Regions from separate parts of the Hordeum vulgare genome. Here region 1 is linked to region 2. A link is a contact called in public Hi-C data. All regions are on one chromosome and are shown on one strand. Each heading gives the region's core, a stretch centred on a gene start, on an enhancer-like site or on the middle of the called end of the contact. The rest is flanking DNA. Distances are from core to core; before and after follow the strand shown. Region 1 overlaps LOC123441522 (autophagy-related protein 18h-like). Region 2 holds the start of LOC123441485.

The links. Hi-C and Micro-C count contacts between places; a contact is called where the count stands out from the background.
Region 1: a Hi-C map of leaf shows a contact between it and region 2, with 4 times the contacts expected there. The contact joins the enhancer-like site here to the promoter of LOC123441485 in region 2. A contact is called at or near these places in 5 of 6 Hi-C or Micro-C datasets (leaf and seedling).

What each region holds. Positions count from the first base shown.
Region 1 is chr1H:416,326,799-416,329,498 of MorexV3_pseudomolecules_assembly, forward strand. It overlaps LOC123441522 (autophagy-related protein 18h-like), which reads right to left. Exons shown (of 9, transcript XM_045117923.1): 8 at 2,553-2,700; 9 at 1,905-2,449. The coding sequence ends at 2,445. Among protein-coding and RNA genes, the nearest start is that of LOC123441522, 8.6 kb to the right of the region's middle. Within about 2 kb of position 1,348, at least 1 of the 3 cell types and tissues checked has open chromatin away from gene starts, as enhancers often do. A contact at or near this core is called in leaf, where this site is marked.
Region 2 is chr1H:416,225,575-416,228,366 of MorexV3_pseudomolecules_assembly, forward strand. It overlaps LOC123441485, which reads right to left and starts at 1,523. Exons shown (of 9, transcript XM_045117901.1): 1 at 994-1,523; 2 at 689-757; 3 at 328-384; 4 at 118-181; 5 at 1-24. The coding sequence starts at 1,290.

The DNA of each region.
Region 1 (2,700 bases), core at 98-2,597, 100 kb after region 2:
ACCCTTTGAGTGGACATTGCCCAATTAAGGATGGCATCCTTCAGAGCTTGTTTGTTCGGGTAGAGGGCACCTGTTGCAATGTTGTTCTGGTGATACTGCCAGGCAGAATCATGACCGTCATTCACCAACATTGCAGATGAGAAGTCCTGATTCCGTGATGCAGGAATAGGCACTTCATGTGCGTGCTCTTCTCCATCTGATTCGGCGGATTCATCGGAAATATCACCCGCTATATCTTCTTCATTCATCTCGTTTTGCATGTGCCCATCTATCTCGTCAGCATCCGCCTCACCACTGAGATAATCATCTGCATCTCCCCCTTCTGCCTGACTACTCTGGCCTGCTTCGTAAACATCATCCCCAGCATGGGACGCATGAATTGACTGTGAATCATGCATCCCTACACTGCTCTCACCATATTCATAGCTACGTTCCACTTCAGGTTCAGTCACCGGCTTTAGCACGGGGAGAAGGCCACAGGATGACATCCCCTATGCTCGCAAGATTGTAACAAGCGCACCCACTGGTCGTCCCGCTCTATATGCTTCAAATACCAGAAAATATTACCAGTGGACCGGGTCCATAATGCATGAACACCGACAGTGTGTGTTTCAGTATTGAACCCTAAACATCGCGCAAGCTATTCTGTCAACTAACTAACAAACCATGTTTTAGGGGCGGACACCTGCACCTCTCTGTACTGAAATTCACTAAGATCAGCTCCCATCTCATTTGTTTGAACGGTACCACGACCATAGTGCAAACATAACGTCACTAAATCAGACATCTCTGCTGACCTAACATATTATTCAACAAGGAAAAAAATTAGAAGAACGACAAACCGAAATATATTTTCCAAATCTATCGGAGAACCTAAAAATAATTAAACTACTTCATTTACTAAACTAAATTTATACTAATCTACCGGACCACCTAAAACTAGTTAAACAATTAAATTTATACTAATCTACCGGAGCACCTAAAACTAGTTAAACAACTAAATTTATACTAATCTACCGGAGCACCTAAAACTAGTTAAACAACTAAATTTATACTAATCTACCGGACCACCTAAAACTAGTTAAACAACTAAATTTATACTAATCTACTGGAGCACCTAAAAGTTTATAAACTACTTAATACACTAATCTACAAAAATATTTTTCCCTTGAAGCATGCGCAGAAACGATGAACGACGAACGACTCTTGACGAACACCGAGAATAATCCCACACCACCACCTCCAACTCCACCAAAACAACCAACTTCACCCACACCACCACCACCACCACCACCACTATAACCTCCACCTCAATCTCCACCACTATCACCAAAAATAGCTTCAAAACAAACACCACAAACTACCCCATCGCGAGTGAGACGGATAGTTTGGATGCCCTCCTCCTTACACAATAAATGTACGGTTCAAAAAATGGAAATGGAAGGTTTTTTGGGTGGGGGAAGAAGGAAGGAGGAGAAAGAGAGAAAGGAGATAAGGTAGAATGGGAGAAGGGAGAAAGAGGAAGGGGCTGCCTCGGGCTGGCTAGTGGCCACTAGTCGGCCACGCCCAGGCCGATAGCCTTATCGGCTTCGCCAGGGCCGACAGTGGCTTCGCAGTGGCCGAGGCAGGCCTATTTTTGAAAAATTTCAAATCGGTGCATTATTTTTCAAAAAGAATAAAAAAAATGCAATATTAAAAAAAATTAGCCATAATATAAGGGTGTTTTTTACTGTACATAGTACTTCACTATTTAAAATGTTTCCAATGGTTCATCGGTCTACATACATCCAATTCATAAGAAATCAGAACGTGTTACAATAGTGAACGGAGGGAGTAATAGCAATTAAAATCCATCCTAGCAGCAGTCATTTTCTGAACATGCGACACAAGCACAAGGAAGTACATACCGCCCTCATAAACAGAAATCTTTTACTGAATGTTTATACAGTTATGTCACATTAATCGTTGCTAGCATTCCTTTCTCTTAATAAAACAGAAAGTATGTACAAATAAACATGGAACATTCACAGGCCCTGGCAGGAAGCAGTCAACAAATATGGCTCGCCGGGCTTTCAGACCATCCAATGTCCCAGAAGTGTATCTCACGAAACAAATGGGTCTTACAGTATGTACAAAGCAAACAGAAAAAAGGCAAAGTGTCGTGGCAGGCAGTGGCGGCTTCTCGACAAACACCAAACTCCCTTCCTTCCGCGGATTAGTAAATTGCCTGGAGGGATCTTCGTCTCAAGCTTCAGAGTGAACTCTTCCGGCAAATAAGCATGCTTCACCTTTCAAATATGTACCAAACATTAGATTATCAACGCGGCATGACTTTATTCCACGGAAACCTACTAGAATTCCACCATTTTCTACATAATATTGCACACTGAATATTGTGGCAACTGTTCTCCATTATCTATCCCAAGTAAAGCGGTATTGTAAGTTCAACCTGCCACAAAGAAAGAACAGAGATCAGCGCAAGCATAGAAGTACAATCACCAACAATTAAGTTCAGTTATGACCTTTCTATCATCTATGAGTAGTGTATTTACCTTCTTCACTGAAGGCAAAAACCCCTCCAAGCATGTCGTCGTTGTCCCCATCTTCCTCGGGCTTCTCTCTCTCGCAGTGGCTGCTGCTGCTGTCAGCATCAGTAACAGCTTCAGTTAACTCACGGCAGTCATCGAGTTCTGATATTTT
Region 2 (2,792 bases), core at 273-2,772:
AAGTTGGAAATGCTGAATCGTCATCTGATAAAGTCCACAAGTGAGGTTAATTCTTGTGGTCTAAATATTATCTCGTGCAGTGCACCTAGCAAAAGAACCATGAAAATTCTGCAGTACCTCCAACAGATGGTGCAGGGGAAAAACTCGAAGCTTCGGTGAGCTTTGCCTTGGGAGCAATGTTCTACAGAAGAGCTCGTATTATAACTAGCAAAAATCACTTGCTATGCAGATGAAATTTAAGAGAAATCAGGAGAAGAATTCTAGAGTCGTTGTTGTGCTCTTGCAGTAACTAGACCATTATATAACATGTAAATACAGGCCACTTACGGGTTTGTCATCGTCCTCCTGAAGTGACTGCATAAGCGTCTTCTTGAAAACTTCCAACTGGGTAACCAAGCACAGAAACAAAGCACACAATCTTTAGGGCCTGAATCATAAAGAACAAAATCTCTCTACACGGAAGTTGTAACATTTTCATGCTAATGAGTTGGTTCAGTTGCATATATTATACTTCCTCCGTTCCTAAATATAATTCTTTTTTAGAGATTTCACTAGGAACTACATACGGATGTATATAGACATAATTTAGAGTATAGATTTACTCGTTTTGTTTTGTATGTAGTCCGCAGTGAAATCTCTAGAAAAACTTATGTTTAGGAACGGAGGGAGTAATTTGCAATCATGTTACCTTGGCGACATCTCTGTTGAGCTTGCTGACCGTGTTTGACAGCGTCGCCTTCTCTTTCAGCAGTGTCTCCTGCAACCAAAAGGGCAGAGAAACATCAAATTGACAATTTTTGCAATGAATCGCTGATCAAACAGCTACGATACTACGAGAGGCAACACTACATATGAAGAAAGCCGAATTGGTTGACAAGCGAGACCGGAAGCTGTGGCCTGGACCCACTTATCGGCAAAAGCCGGGCTCACGAAGCCACCGGCACTGGCTGATTCCACTAGCACAGCAATTAGTTGGAGACAAACTTTCATTACCTTGTCGTCCTCGGCGCGGCTGAGGCGGTCGGTGGCGAGCGCGAGCGCGGACTCGAGCTGCTCGACGCGCTCGCGGAGGTCCTCGGCGGCGTCGTCGCGCTGGGCGAGCTGCGCGCGGAGCCCCGCGGCCTCCGCCTCGAGGCGGCCGACGCGGGACGCGAGCGCGATGGAGGTGATCTTGCGGGCCACGTCGAGCTGCTCGAACGGGTCCGCCGGCAGCACGGCCGCCAGCTCCTCGGGCAGCCCGAACCCCGCCGCCACGGCCGCCACGGGCGCGTCCTCCCCTTCGTCCGACATCCCTTGGCTCGGCTCCGGCTCCGGCTCCGGCACCTCCGTGCCGTGCTACTTCCGCCGCCTGATGATCCTCCCTCTCCCTCCCTCTGCTTCCCTCGTCGTCTCGCCCCGGTGCATGGTGGAAGTGTTATCTAGGAGAAGGTAAGCCGCGGGGGATTAGGATCACGGGAGGGAGGGAGCGCGGGGTTTCTGTGGTGGTGGTGGCTGCGACCGGGAGGCCATGGGCTTTGGGTCGGGCTTTGGAGGCTTCCTCCCTCGTCGCTCTCGACGCCGATGCGTGCGTGATGTGCAGCCACAGCCAGGGCGGACGCGTGCGTGCATGCCCGCGTCTGGGGTCGCCTCGGTCGTGGATAGATAATAAGGCTCCCCGCGTTTCGGCGAGGCAGCGTGTGGATCCGGGCGGGCGACGCCTCTCCGTTACTCCGGCGCCGGTGCATGGATTGCTGGAGCTGTATTTTAGTAATTCCGACGGCTTTTCGGCACGTTTGGTAATGCAGGGCTCATCTGATGCTGATTCATCATGCACAGCACATCGCGTTAAAGGCAACTCCAACCGGTCGATTCAAAAGACGGTAATTTTATTCGTTTTTTATCTGTTTCGGTCGGTCCGACGGATACGGACATCCGTTTTCGCGTTTGGATCGGCGCATGCGTGCAATAATGACCCGATTCATTTCAACGACATGCGAAAAAAAATGCAAACCATTTTTAAAAATAAAAACAAACAATAATTAAATATTAAAGCCGGCCACCGGCCACGAAGACCGGTGAGGGTACATGCGTTCCCATTACATTAATTAAACATTAAAAACGCTGCCCTAGGCGTCCTCGTCGTCGGTGTCGGGATCGGTGAGGTCGGTCAGCGTCGACGCAGGACCGGCCCAGGGGAACGTCCTGTTCCAGACGACGTTAATGTCGAGGACGGGCTGTGTCGGCACGGGCAGTGCTGGTGGCGGCGGGTAGCGCAGCACGGGGGTGCTCCTGCTCCTCCATCTCTAGTCATTCCTCCTTCGCTTCCCGTTCCAGCTTCATATGTCGAAGCAGCGGCTCAACCCTGCTTCGGCCTCAGCTGCCGCTGCCGACGACTCACCTCCTCCGCGTGCATCCGCACCGACCGAGGCACGGCCGACACCGAGATCCTCTCCGGATCCAGATGCCAGTGGTGCGGGAGGGTCACGCCCGGGTATGACAGCGGGATGCGGTGCTCCTAGTGCCACCGCGCTTGGTGCACGGGGACGCTAACACGTTCGCGAGGCCGGCGGGAAGATCGCGAGGGGGTAGGCGGGGGACTTGCCCTTGATTTGGGAGGAGCCGGTCATGGCTGTTGGCTAGGGTTTGGTCGCTGATGAAGGAGCAAAGAGGTGGCGAGATGGGGATGGAAGGTTCTGGAAGCAGATGAGGCTGAACCCCACCGCACGCTCGGATTAAAAAAGGCCGACCGCGGTCGCTGACGCGTGGGCCCGTGAAGGGTGGCCGTCATTAATTAACTTGATTGCGGGTAGCTG